Regions from separate parts of the Mus musculus genome. Here region 2 is linked to region 1. A link is a contact called in public HiChIP or PLAC-seq data. All regions are on one chromosome and are shown on one strand. The core of a region is the stretch at or near the end of the contact, and the rest is flanking DNA. Distances in the headings are between cores, read along the strand shown. Region 1 overlaps Ptprn2 (protein tyrosine phosphatase, receptor type, N polypeptide 2). Region 2 has its middle 8.9 kb from the start of Gm5441.

Evidence for each region. HiChIP or PLAC-seq counts read pairs in DNA pulled down with a chosen protein or histone mark.
Region 2: an H3K4me3 HiChIP or PLAC-seq map of embryonic midbrain shows a contact between it and region 1, with 3 times the contacts expected there. The contact joins two enhancer-like sites. A contact is called at or near these places in 3 of 484 Hi-C or Micro-C datasets (embryonic stem cells, pancreatic cancer cells and stem cell-derived motor neurons), 7 of 115 datasets of contacts at active chromatin or transcription factors (astrocytes, embryonic basal ganglia, embryonic forebrain and 4 more) and 1 of 9 other capture datasets (embryonic stem cells).

Annotation. Positions count from the first base shown.
Region 1 is chr12:117,169,416-117,175,315 of GRCm38.p6, forward strand. All of the region lies in intron 13 of Ptprn2 (protein tyrosine phosphatase, receptor type, N polypeptide 2), which reads left to right. Among named protein-coding and RNA genes, the nearest start is that of Gm10421, 21 kb to the left of the region's middle. Within about 2 kb of position 3,671, at least 48 of the 459 cell types and tissues checked have an H3K27ac peak or open chromatin away from gene starts, as enhancers often do. A contact at or near this core is called in embryonic basal ganglia, embryonic forebrain and stem cell-derived motor neurons, where this site is marked.
Region 2 is chr12:117,343,008-117,348,907 of GRCm38.p6, forward strand. No RefSeq gene overlaps it. Among named protein-coding and RNA genes, the nearest start is that of Gm5441, 8.9 kb to the left of the region's middle. Within about 2 kb of position 2,439, at least 94 of the 459 cell types and tissues checked have an H3K27ac peak or open chromatin away from gene starts, as enhancers often do. A contact at or near this core is called in embryonic basal ganglia, embryonic forebrain and stem cell-derived motor neurons, where this site is marked.

The DNA.
Region 1 (5,900 bases), core at 2,421-4,920:
GCAAGGTCACACCAAGGTGAGAGTGCCTGGGTAGGAAATGCAAGTGAGGAGAATCCCACTGCCATTAGTCAGATCTCTGGGATAAAAGCTGAGTAAACAGGAACACAGAGGTGGGCTCGGCTGGGGCTTAAAAAGGAGTAGCAGAAATGGGGAGCTGACACATACCAAGGGAGACACTGGGAGGTCGGAACAGGTAAAGAGAACATGGGTGAGCTGTGTGCATCCTAACAGAAAGCAGACGGACCCACACAGCACAGCTGGACTCCCTCCAAGGCAGAGGAGCCTCGAAGCCAGGGCAAGTGACTCCTTGGTCCATATTCAACAAAGCTGGCAACTCCCTAGGGTAAAGAGCCTTGGTGTAGGAGTGAAGTACTTGTAAGGTCTCAGTTTCTAAGGTGACCATGGCAGCTGCAGAGCCGACTGTGGGCAAAGGCAGGGGACAATATGCTCCAGTGTGTGATGATGTCACCCACGGGTAGTGCCGCTTTTCAGGAAGCTCTCAACAGAGCTACACTGGCAGGATAAGGGGCCTGGTGAGGCCCGGGGATACAAAGGAGAGCTTCCTAGCCATACAGAGAAAGAGAGCTTTGAGGAAAGCAACTGCAGTCAGACCAGGAAGGACTGGGGTGGGGGTGAAGGTAGCTTGCAGATGTCAACCCAGCAAAGTGTAAAACCAAGACTGAGACCTGGGGAAGCAGTTTAATCCGAGGTCTGGGAGAAAATGTGCAGAGGATGTTCCTCTGTGCTGCAAGGGCTCTTGAGCAGCTGACAGGCTCCTGCCAGGCTCCGGATCTCTAGGACACCTCCTTGGGTCTGGAACCCTAGACTCCTCTGTTCCCTCTCCAGCCCTGGGTGTTAGGTTCACTGAGTGTGGGTTCTGTCCTAAGCCCCTGGGCACATGGAGCTGATCCTGAGATGTGAACACCTCAGGAGACGCAGGGAACATTAAGGCCTGAGAATTGTAAAGCATGGAGCGAGACCACAAGACTTATATCTTCTAACAGGAGAATATTCCAAGCCAGCCAAGACTTGCTAAACTTGGTTTCTTATGAAGGTGGCACCAGCGTTTGTGAAGGACTCCAGTGTTGTGTGCCTGATAGAGACAATTGACTCCAAAGATGCCAAAGGAGCTCAGGGTAGCAGGTGAGGAGTATGAGGACTTGGAGCAAATAAGAGCCTGGGATTGGCCCGGGAGAAAGGAGGAGACCAGAGAAAAGGAGTCTCCTCGGGGCTCAAGGCAGAAGCTTGAGAAAAGCAGAGGGGTGGCTACATGGTGCTCTCAGTGTAGGTCTGGGAGCGACTGTGCCTGTTCACAGTGAGAACCCTGTAGCAGTGATCTTCATTCTGTTCCCTCTCTGTCTCTCTGTCTGTCTCTCTGTCTGTCTCTCTGTCTCTGACTCTCTGTCTCTCTCCCTGTGTGTGTGTGCCTTTCTCTGTCTCTCTCTGTCTGTCTCTGTCTCTCTCTGTGTCTCTGTCTCTACCTCTGTCTTTCTCTCCCTCCTTCCCTCCCTTGCTCCCTCCCTCTTTCTGGCCGGCCCTCCCTCCCTCCCTCCCTCTTTCTGGCCGGCCCTCCCTCCCTCCCTCCCTCCCTCCCTTCCTCCCTTCTTTCTTTTTTTCCTTCATTCCTCACTTATACTCTGATGCCCTAAGTGTCCAGTTTCTGCTTAGGAAAATTACTGGCAATCATAATGGGAGTGTGGTGGGTGGGTCATTTATACAAACACAAAAGAGCAGGCAGTCTTTAAAGATTTTCTTTTGAGACAATGTTACATGGCCCAGGCTCACCTTGAACTCTGCTCCTCCTGTCTCTGCCTCCCAAATGTGTTGGCTTTCATGTATGCACCAGAATGACTGGAACATCGTACTAGACATTGAAACCAGGGCTTTGTGTGTGTTCAGTGCCTCCGTTTACTCTTAGTTTATTGCTGTGTTAAAACAGCATAACCGAAAGTAGCTTAGGGGGAAAAAGGTTTATTTAGCTTACACTTCAACATCACAATTTATTATGAAGGGAAGCCAGGGCAGAAACTCAAGCAGGAACCTGGAGGCAGCAGCTAAAGCAGAAGCCATGGAGGGGCACTGGTTACTGGCTTGCTCCTTTTCCTGCCAGGCTGGCTTTCTTTTCGATCCAGGACCCAGGGATAGCAGCACCACACACAGTAGGCTAGGTCGTCTCACATCAATCATAAATCAAAGAAATGACCTACAGACTTTTTTACGGGCCAACCCGAGGAAGGCATTTTCTCAGCTGAGATTTTCTCTTCCTGGAAGACTCTAGCTTGTGTCTCAAGTTGAACAAAAATAAATAAACAAATAAAGAAAGAAAGAAAGAACCTCCCTCCCCACCAAGACTCTATATAAATAAATATTCTACCAACATAAGTACATTCTGAACCCACAAGATTTGTTTTAGCAAATCTTGTATAACAACCAGCAGAATTAAGTATCTGGATGTAAGGTTGTATGTGTCCATACATACAGGTACTTAATTATTATAATCACACTAGTAAGTAAAGGTGACTGTCTAAAACTCCAGGACACATTGTTTGAAGAATACAATGTGACTTGTGACATAGCATAGCAGATCGGTTAGAAAAGTTTACACAAAACCTGTGTGTAGGGCGACTGTCGCACCAACTATACGGGAACAGAAATCTGCTGAGGATAGCTGGAAGCCTGTTATTCTTGTTTTTGTTTTGTTCTTTTAAATATAGTTAAAGAGTGCCGTCATTTTCCTTTTTTCTCCCCTCAAAGACAGTGAAGCAAAATGACGTTACATAAAGAAGCACCCACAGAATACTCTTGTATAGGCCCTGAAATATACTGAAGCCAGATATATCAGATGTCCAGGAGCAAAGCCAGATAGATAGTCCCCATGAAAAAGCACTAGGCAAGCACACCCAGTGCCCTGCACAGAGACAGAAAGGATTTAAGCAGGAGAAAATAAAATCAAGTTTTGTAAGTAAATCAAGAAAATTAATTGAGATGGAAATAATTTTTACTTTGCAGACCTCTGTGTTATTCAGACCCCACCCAGACCCTTGTGGCTGTCTTCTTCTCTCCCAGATTCAATGGAGAATAAAAATGCTAAGCCTTAAGTGACTCCCTCCCTCCCCAAGTGAAACTGAGGGGCAGAGAAATGGGCCATGCTTCTGGAGACCTGAGATGGGGCTGTCCTGGGGCTTTCTGTTTCCTTACCTTTGCCTTCATGGTCACAGTTCCACACCTCAGGCTGACTCAGCGTATCTGTGCAACAGAGCTGTGCCTTAGTGGGAAGATGCTCTGCCAGCAGTGCTCTAGACTGTGACTCCTGGTTCATCCCCTCCTCTGGACAAGTTGGAGCCCTGCCCACTCACAAGTTTCCCTCCAACAGAGGAGCACACTCTGTCCCTCGGGTGCAGGGGGACCCTCAGTAGTGTTATGGACATGAAACCCCAGGCAGGGACCTGCACATAGGCACCTGACCCCACCCCACACCCCCACACGCCACAGAGAGGCACTCCTTTGCTTTCTGAGGTCTGCATTGGAGGAGAGGGTGGAGAGGGTGGAGAGGGAAGAGGGGGAAGGGGCTGATGAGCCCCGGAGCAGCTGCTTCAGCACACACACACACAGCCTCCATGGCCCTGCCCTTTGGCTTAATTAAGCAACAGCAGAATGGAAGCCTGAATACCTTTTGTGTCCTAGGCCCCTCTTCTCCCAGCCTCAAGCCACTCCTGGGCTCTTCTGCTCTGAGCCTTTGTTCTGACCCCCGCCCTGGAGAGGCCCTGCTTCTCCTCAGTGCCCACCATTCCCATCTGTCAGCCCTGTGTGCTCAGACCCCATTCTGGCCCAGGGGACTAACCTCATCTGAACACCAGGCTGAGTCCTGTGGTTTTCACCCCCTCCCCCATTCACACCCTCCGCGTTTATAGCCGTGCACACGTGCACAGTTGCCACTCTTCCTGTATGACCTGCCCTGCCTCCAGCACCGGGCTGAGGCCCGCCTTGGTTTCCCCCCCAGGGCCGCATCTGCACAGACTGCAGCACCTGGCAGGGGGCCTTTGGGTAATCAATGGAGAGCAGTCAATACACTGAACTAAGATATTGATGTGTAAAGAGCCGCTGTGCAGGGAGGCCATTTCCAACCCCTGCAAACCACTGTGCATGGTTCCCAGAGACTGGAAGAGTATGTGAGAAGTATGCTACAGATGTTGCTAGTGAAGATGTCAGTGGTGATTGCCCATTGCCTTTTACTAAATAGAATGCTAGGAAGGTTCCAGCCTCTCCAAGGCAGGCCCATGCTGCCCCCTAAGACAAATGATTGATTTCCCACTGACTCGGCTATTTCAAACTGTCTGATTTGAAACTGAGTCATGAATGTCCGAGGAAGGCTGGTTTCCTTTGCTGAGATCCTGGGGACCTTGGTGGCCTTGGGATTCACTACTTCCCCACCCACACCCCAAGCACTTGAAAGTTCCTGTGTGGGGAGGCAGGGGAGGCTCAGACCTTGGAGGCAGGGGTTTTATTTTCCTGTCCTATAGCTGCAGCTGGGAATTGCTTCCATGTTGCCCACCCTCCTGAAACACCCAGAAGAGTCTGGGTGTGGCACATTCAGTGTCCCTGCTCTGTATCTGAAGATCCCACTTTCCAGTAAAGCATTGCAACTTCTTATAGAAACCTGTCTTGGCCGCGGATTATGTAAGAGCGAGCATTCTCGTTGAATTGCTACCTCGTGTTTTCATTCTTACACCGATCCCCTGATTTCAATGCCCTGTTCCTCGGAAACACCAGAGATGAAACCTTGAAAGAGAAGGACTGTTTCAGTGAGAGCCACACTGTTGGTTGAGCTCTGGGACATGTCAGTCAGTAACTTTTGGCAGCTGCTGAGCCTGAGGAGTGATTAAATTTCAGGTCCTCACCTCCAGGCATTGAGCTGCCTGCAAGTCAGAAAAGATGCCTTCGTCTTTGGTACTTTGAAGTGGGGCAGGAGATGGCATTCCCAGCTCTCTTCTTCCAGGGTCACTGAGAACCGAGTGATCTCTCACGTATCACTCAGGAAGCTTGGGCTGCTGCTGGCTGCTGCTGGCTGCTGCTGGCTGCTGCTGGCAGGATTTGACTTCCATTCTAAGAGGTGGCTCTTTCAAGGACTCACACTACTCTCTGGTGTAGTGTGTCCAGGACTCTTAAAGTACTCTACCTACCTGGGTGCTACAAACAAGTACCGTTTGAAGCCCCCGTTGTGGGCCCTCCACCCTGGGAACAGAAGACAGTGTTGCAGTAAGTCTCCAACCCCAATAAGCCTGTGCAAAAAGCACACAACTCAGTTACAATATTTACAAGCTGCATGCCTAGGCTGGGCAGACTTATCACTACACTGCTCTATTCCCCAGCTATGAGATCCCTTCGTACTCGAGGCTTCTCCAGGCCATGTGGTTCTGCTTCATCTTCCTTCCACCTCCTCTTCCTCTGTCTTCCTCCATCTCCTTCCTCTCTGACTCTCTAAAACCTCCAGCCTCACCTTTTCCTTCCACTGCCCAATCACAGGCTCTGGCCTTTATTTGACCACCTAGAATGGGGAGAAGGTTCACATGATCTCCCCTTCCTCGGGGGTCGGGGGGGGGGGGGGAGATCTTCCCTCTCAAAAAAGAATTAACATCAGAATACAAACAGCACCGGGCAACCCACAGCAAGACAGGAATGACCCTACCTTTGCTTTGGGAGGCGGGATGGACTGAAACATCATAGACACAGTTATACTGTGGCTGGCTGAGATGAGTGCTCTGAGGAGCCTGGTGAGCCTGCAGTAGCTGTGTTGTCTGTTTCTAGTGTCAGATGCTGCCGAAACAGCTCCAGATTGGGAAGAATGGTAAAAAGCTAGCTTTCTCTTATGTCGGTTGAAATGTGTCTGTCTTTAGGTTTTA
Region 2 (5,900 bases), core at 1,189-3,688, 170 kb after region 1:
CTCCAGTTCCACCCATTTTCTTGCAAACAGTATAACCGTTTCTGTTGAGTGTAACATCATAAGGCATTTTCATTTCCATATGCATGTGCAAATGTATGGGTGGGTATGGCTGCACGCAAAGGTCAGAGGTCAAATCTGAGTGTCTTCCTCAAACATTCTCTATCCTTTTTGGAAAGAGTCTCTCACCAACCCTCCCTGCAGCTCATTGATTCTGCTAAGCTGCCAGGCCAGGGAGCTTTAGAGATGCTCCTGCTTCCATTCCACCCCTGCTCTGGGTTTATAGACATACTCTCCCACACACAGCTCTTATGTAGGTGCTGGGATCTATAAGCAGGTCCTGATGCTTGCATGGCTGACATTTACCAACTGAGCCATCTCCCCAGCCCCAGTACCATACCTCCGTCATCCACTCATCTGATGATGGGGAGCTAGACTGAGCCCATGACTTGGCTGTGTGAGCATGGCTAGGCAGGTATCTCCAATCTGTGATAGACGTTCCTTTGGTATATATTTTCATGAATGGTACAGCTGGATCGTATGAAGTTTGGGTTTTTGTTTTACATTTTTTTTAAAAGATTTATTTATTTATTATATGTAAGTACACTATAGCTGTCTTCAGACACACCAGAAGAGGGCATCAGATCTCATTACGGGTGGTTGTGAGCCACCATGTGGTTGCTGGGATTTGAACTTCGGACCTTCGGAAGAGCAGTCGGGTGCTCTTACCCACTGAGCCATCTCACCAGCCCTTGTTTTACATTCTTATTAGCTGTGGATAAGGGTGCAATCCTGTCCTGTTGTTATGGCAATGACCGTTCTGATAGACAGGAGATGTAATCTCTGTGTTCACTTGGTTTGTATTACCCTGATGGATACTGATTCTGTGAGCATTTGTGGGTTGGTTTTTTTTTTTTTTTTGTATACTTATTAGCCACTTATATTTTTTTATTTTGAGAAGTGTCTATTCAATTCAATCACCTGCTTATTGACTGGATAAGGGGAAGAGAGTTTGGTTTTAATTTTAAAAATGATTTATACAGTCTGGATATTTAATTTCTGGTCACATGGATAACTGGAAAAGGCTTTTTTTTAAGTTTGTTTGTTAAGTAAATAAATCATTTATTTTTATGTGTTCTGGTGTTTTGCCTGCGTGTATGTCTGTGCACCACCTGTGAGTGCCTGGTGCTTGCGGAGGTCAGAAGATCCCCTAGAACTGGAGTTAAAGACAGTTGGCAGCTACTGGGCATTGAAAGCAGGCCCTCTGCAAGAGCAGCCAGTGCTCCTGCCTGCTGAGCCATCTCTCCAGCTCTCTTTTAGCTTTGATGTTCTCCCCCATCCGCTCAGGTGTGGGAAGCATGTATGTGCACATATGGAACCCAGATGTTGGCTCTCCTGCCTTCCCCAGTAACTTATTTTTTGAGACATGGTCTCTCACTGATCCCAGAGGTCACTGTTTTCGTAGACTGGCTGGCCAGTGAGCCCCTGGGATATACCAGTTCCTACTCCAGTACTGGAGGTACAGTCTCACATCCCACACCCAGCGCCTGTGTGCATTTTACCCTCTGAACATCTCTCCAGAGCAAACCAAAGACGTTCCCAAATTGTGTTGGCTGCCTCTTCACGATGCAAAAATCCTGCCAATAGTTCTGAGCAAGCTGTACCACAGCAACACTGCTACCCATCCTGGAGCCCAGAGCTGCTCCACAGGGCACATGGAATGATCAATAGGCATTGAGACTTCCTCCTGACATCCACGCTCATGGACATACACTCTGGATGCTGGAAAGAGAAAGGGTAGGGGACAGAGCTTCTGTCCTCTGACCCGTGACCTCAGGGCAGTGGGGTAGCATCAAAGCCACTATGCTGACAGTGACCCTGCAATGCAGGCCCTCTCTTGCCCTCGCTGTTGCGGGCTTCTGTGCACAAAGATGGCTGGAACCGGGTTGGGGGGGGGAGTGCGGGGAGAGCTATAAATGAGGGAGAGAGAGAGAGAGAGAGAGAGAGAGAGAGAGAGAGAGAGAATGGATGAACCTGAGACCTGGCCTTCAGTGCTTGCACTGTGCCCACAGGAGGAGGCCATGCACTTAGAAAATGTCATGTCTAGTGTTTGTATAAAATGTCATGTTAGTGTTTATATTCCATTTCTCCTCTCAGCACAAAAAGAGAGAGAAAAGCGAGCATGCCCCACAGGGTCACAGGACCAGAGAAAATCCTGCAAGGCCCTCAGCACAAATAGCAGAGCTTGGCCCAGGCCCTTTGCATGAAAATCAGCACCCATCTCAGCAGAAGCCACTGCCAGGGGCAACTGGGGCTTGGACAGCGCTCCGTCAGATTTAAAACTGATTTTTTTTTCTTAAGAAACCAGAAGAAAAGGGGGTGCTTTGAGCTCATCTGCATTACAGATCAGGTCTCTCCGAGAGAATCAGCCATCCATAATTCATTACATGTTTCCTGCCGGGGATGGAGACAGCCTGATCCTAGCAACAGAGTCATAGCAACAGGAGCTGAAGCAGAGCTGCTCCGCCCACCAGGGGGAGGAGAGGAAGGGGAGAGGTGCGCGGCTTCTTGCTCCTCAGGAGGGCTGGCAAAGTTCACCGGGTTATAAAGGAAGATGGAGGCTGAGAGTGGAGGTGGGTTTGAGAAAACTGGGAAAGGCGTGGGTGGGAGACTGAGGGAAAGCATATGAATTTGAGTTGCATAAACTCTAGCTAAGAAGGTAAGAAGCTAGTAAGTAGCGTTTGGAAAGAGCCCTGCCAGCTGCCACACTGCCTGGCGCCCATCGGTATACAGACGGGGGTCACTAAAAGACCACATCACTGTCAATTGTTACAAGAACTGCATAATTCGAGGAGTGCCTGACAGCTAGTGTGAGGGAGTCCGTGGCACTAGAGTGAACATAGTGGAAACGGCGCCCTCGGTCCTCACTTGTTTCATCTGAAGAGTCACCATCTGGAATGAGACTTGCGGTGCGCTCTAGACATACCTGCTGTTTGACCCCCTTGCTATCAAATGGAAAATCCCCTGAACTCTGACCACTTGATCTTGGGATCTGTGGCTCTATGAGGAGAATGTGTTTCTTCTATATTCGGCACAGTCAAGGATGCTGGAAGAGCCACTGGAAACTTCCAAAGTGATGTGGGAAACACCATTGATGGTATATATGGAAGACATTATCAGAGCAACTGACAGCCATGAGCTGTGTGAAAGCCACCACCAGAGCCACTGAAACCTGAGAAGCCACATGAGGGACACCTCTGGGGTTACAGGAACCCTCAAAGCTGTCAGTGCTTGGTCAGTAGAGAATGTGAGCCTTGCCACACCTATGTCTGGACTCAAGCCAGGGTCTTCTGAAATAAGAGCTAGTGCTCTTAACAGCTAAGCTAAGCTCTCTCTGGCTCCCAAACCTTGCTTTTGAAGGCCTCATTTTATTTTATTTTATTAGCCTTTAAAAAGGGTCCTTGTCACAGCAGTTGCCACGCAGTCCCCAACTTTTTGATGGAGCCATGGTTAGATGTACAGCATTTAGTCACCTACATTGTTCTCTAGAAAGTATGACTACTCACAATGCAACAGTGGACTCCAAGCCACTGAGACCAGCATAGAGCTCTCAAACATCACACACATCACTCTTGCCTTTAGCTTGAGGGTGGTCCGCTGACATATGACAACTACAGGCACACTTCTGGTGACAGTATCTCTGCCAGGTGAAGAGAATGCCACCTCGCTTTGCATTCCTTCATTTTCTTCACAGCACACGCCCTCCAGAGTAGCATGCTGGCTGCTGGGGCTCTGGGGATGCGGCACTGATCTAGAAAGAAGAGTTCATGATTTTCTCTGTGTCTGCCCAGATCCTGAGTGAACACCATCCCGCCTTTGTGCTGCCTTCACAGCCACACGAAGATGAAAGTGTCTTAGGATATACCCTGGAGCTATGCCAAACTGCTGGATTGAAGGTTATCAGTGCCCTGGAAAGCTCCCAGTGCAAATGGAAAACTGTGATACCCTGCAATCCCTCCTCCCGCTGTACCCCTAAAGCCAAGAGGGGTTCTGAGCAGCACAATGCTCAGACCAGACCAGTGTAGGAGAGATTCCTCCCATCAACATCCTCAAAACTATCTCAGCTGAAACTCTAGTGGGATTTTTTTTTTCTGTTTGAAATGATGGTTTCCCTGAGGTCAAGTGGAAAAGCCATCTTCAGAAACAGGTCTATTTAGATCCACTCATATTCTACAGAATTCATGTGGTCTCTTCAAAGCATCCCAGGCTCAGTGCACAAACACTGCTGTGACCACTACTGACCCCTGTGGCGGCGGCTGCTGGCTGCTGCTGCTGCTGCGTAATCAGGGACATCAGCAAAGTGAGAGAGCAGGGTGAACTGTGACCTTGTATTAAAATGACCCAATGGCTCCTCATGTGGATGTGGTGACACTTTGCCTTGAAGAGTGGACAGGTGGCCACATCTGCAATATTTCCTTTGCTGACACCTCCTCTGAAATCCCCACTAACCAGCCCCTGGTTGCTCAGAAGTCACTAACACCACAGATCCGCTCAGTGCCTGCTGTCTGCCTGGTTTGATGAAAAGTCTATAGCGAGAGTCAAAATAGACCTGCTGTTTTTAAAGTGATGCATAATCCTGTACACCATGATGTGTGTTTCCCTAAGATGGAAACCACAAAGCGGCAGGGGCACAGCCCACAGCCAAGCCACCTGTCAAGGTCACCCTGGCAGAGATAACTCCGACACCCTTCTTTTAGAATGAGATACAGAAACTATAACTATACAAAGACAACTAGGGACAATGGATACTTAAACTGCTCATGGTCCAGCAAGATGGTTCTCAGCAGGGTACAGAGGTCACTTGCTCTATGAGCCCAAAGTCATGAGTTCAATTCCTTGAACCCACAGTAGAAGGAGAGAACCAACTCACAAAAGTAATCTTCTCACCCACCCCCAGCACACACAATAGTAAATAAAGTCATAAAAACCGTTCCTGTGGAACTGTTCATTGGCTGGCTTGGTACAGCTTTCTGGCACAAAGCTAGTGATTCCTTGTCTGGGTTGTGTCTCTGGAACCTGCTTGCAAGAAGCATGCAGCAGCCTTGAGTAGTGGAGGGGCAAGCCATCCCCATCCTTTCCCATGAGCTTCCTGCCCAACTCCAGCCTCATGAGTACCTCTGAGAGTCTCTGTGTGTTGGTCTGTGTCTGTGTCTGTGTCTGTGTCTGTGTCTGTGTCTGTGTCTGTGTCTGTCTCTGTCTCTGTCTCTGTCTCTGTCTCTGTCTTCCTGTTTGTCTCTATCTCTCTGTCTCTGTCTCTCTCTCTGTTTCTCTCTGTGTCTGTTTCTGTCTCTCTGCCTCTCTGCCTCTCTCTCTCTCTGTCTCTCTCTCTCTCTCTCTCTCTCTCTCTCTCTCTCTCTCTCTCTCTCTCTGTATCTTGTTTGGGTGGATTCTCTTTATGTTCCAATTGCTTAAGGACTGCCTCCTTATCTTTGCCATGTGACCTGGTTTTAGGATGCCTTTTCCACTGGCTGTTTTATCCTTAGCAACACCTAACTGTCGCATAGACAGTGGTTGCCTTGTCCCCGTCTCTTGTGGTTGCCCTCTTTGCATTTCTTCTGGAACCTAGAGATCTGTTTCACATCATGACCCAAAGTGTGGGGCTCTTGGCCACAGAATGGCTCATCAGCTACGTAGGTGTGGTTGGAGTGACTCTGGAGGCTCTGCACCTGCCCACCACCTCTCATGATCTTCTTCCTCAATGACTGCACCCAACCATTGATATGAACACAAGCAAAGAGGAAACAGTGATAGTGACTGAGGAACCATTGTTCCAGAAGGGGCAGCTGTGCTTGACAGACTGGGATGTGGGACAGATGCTGAAGTCTGCTATTCTTCAGCCCAGG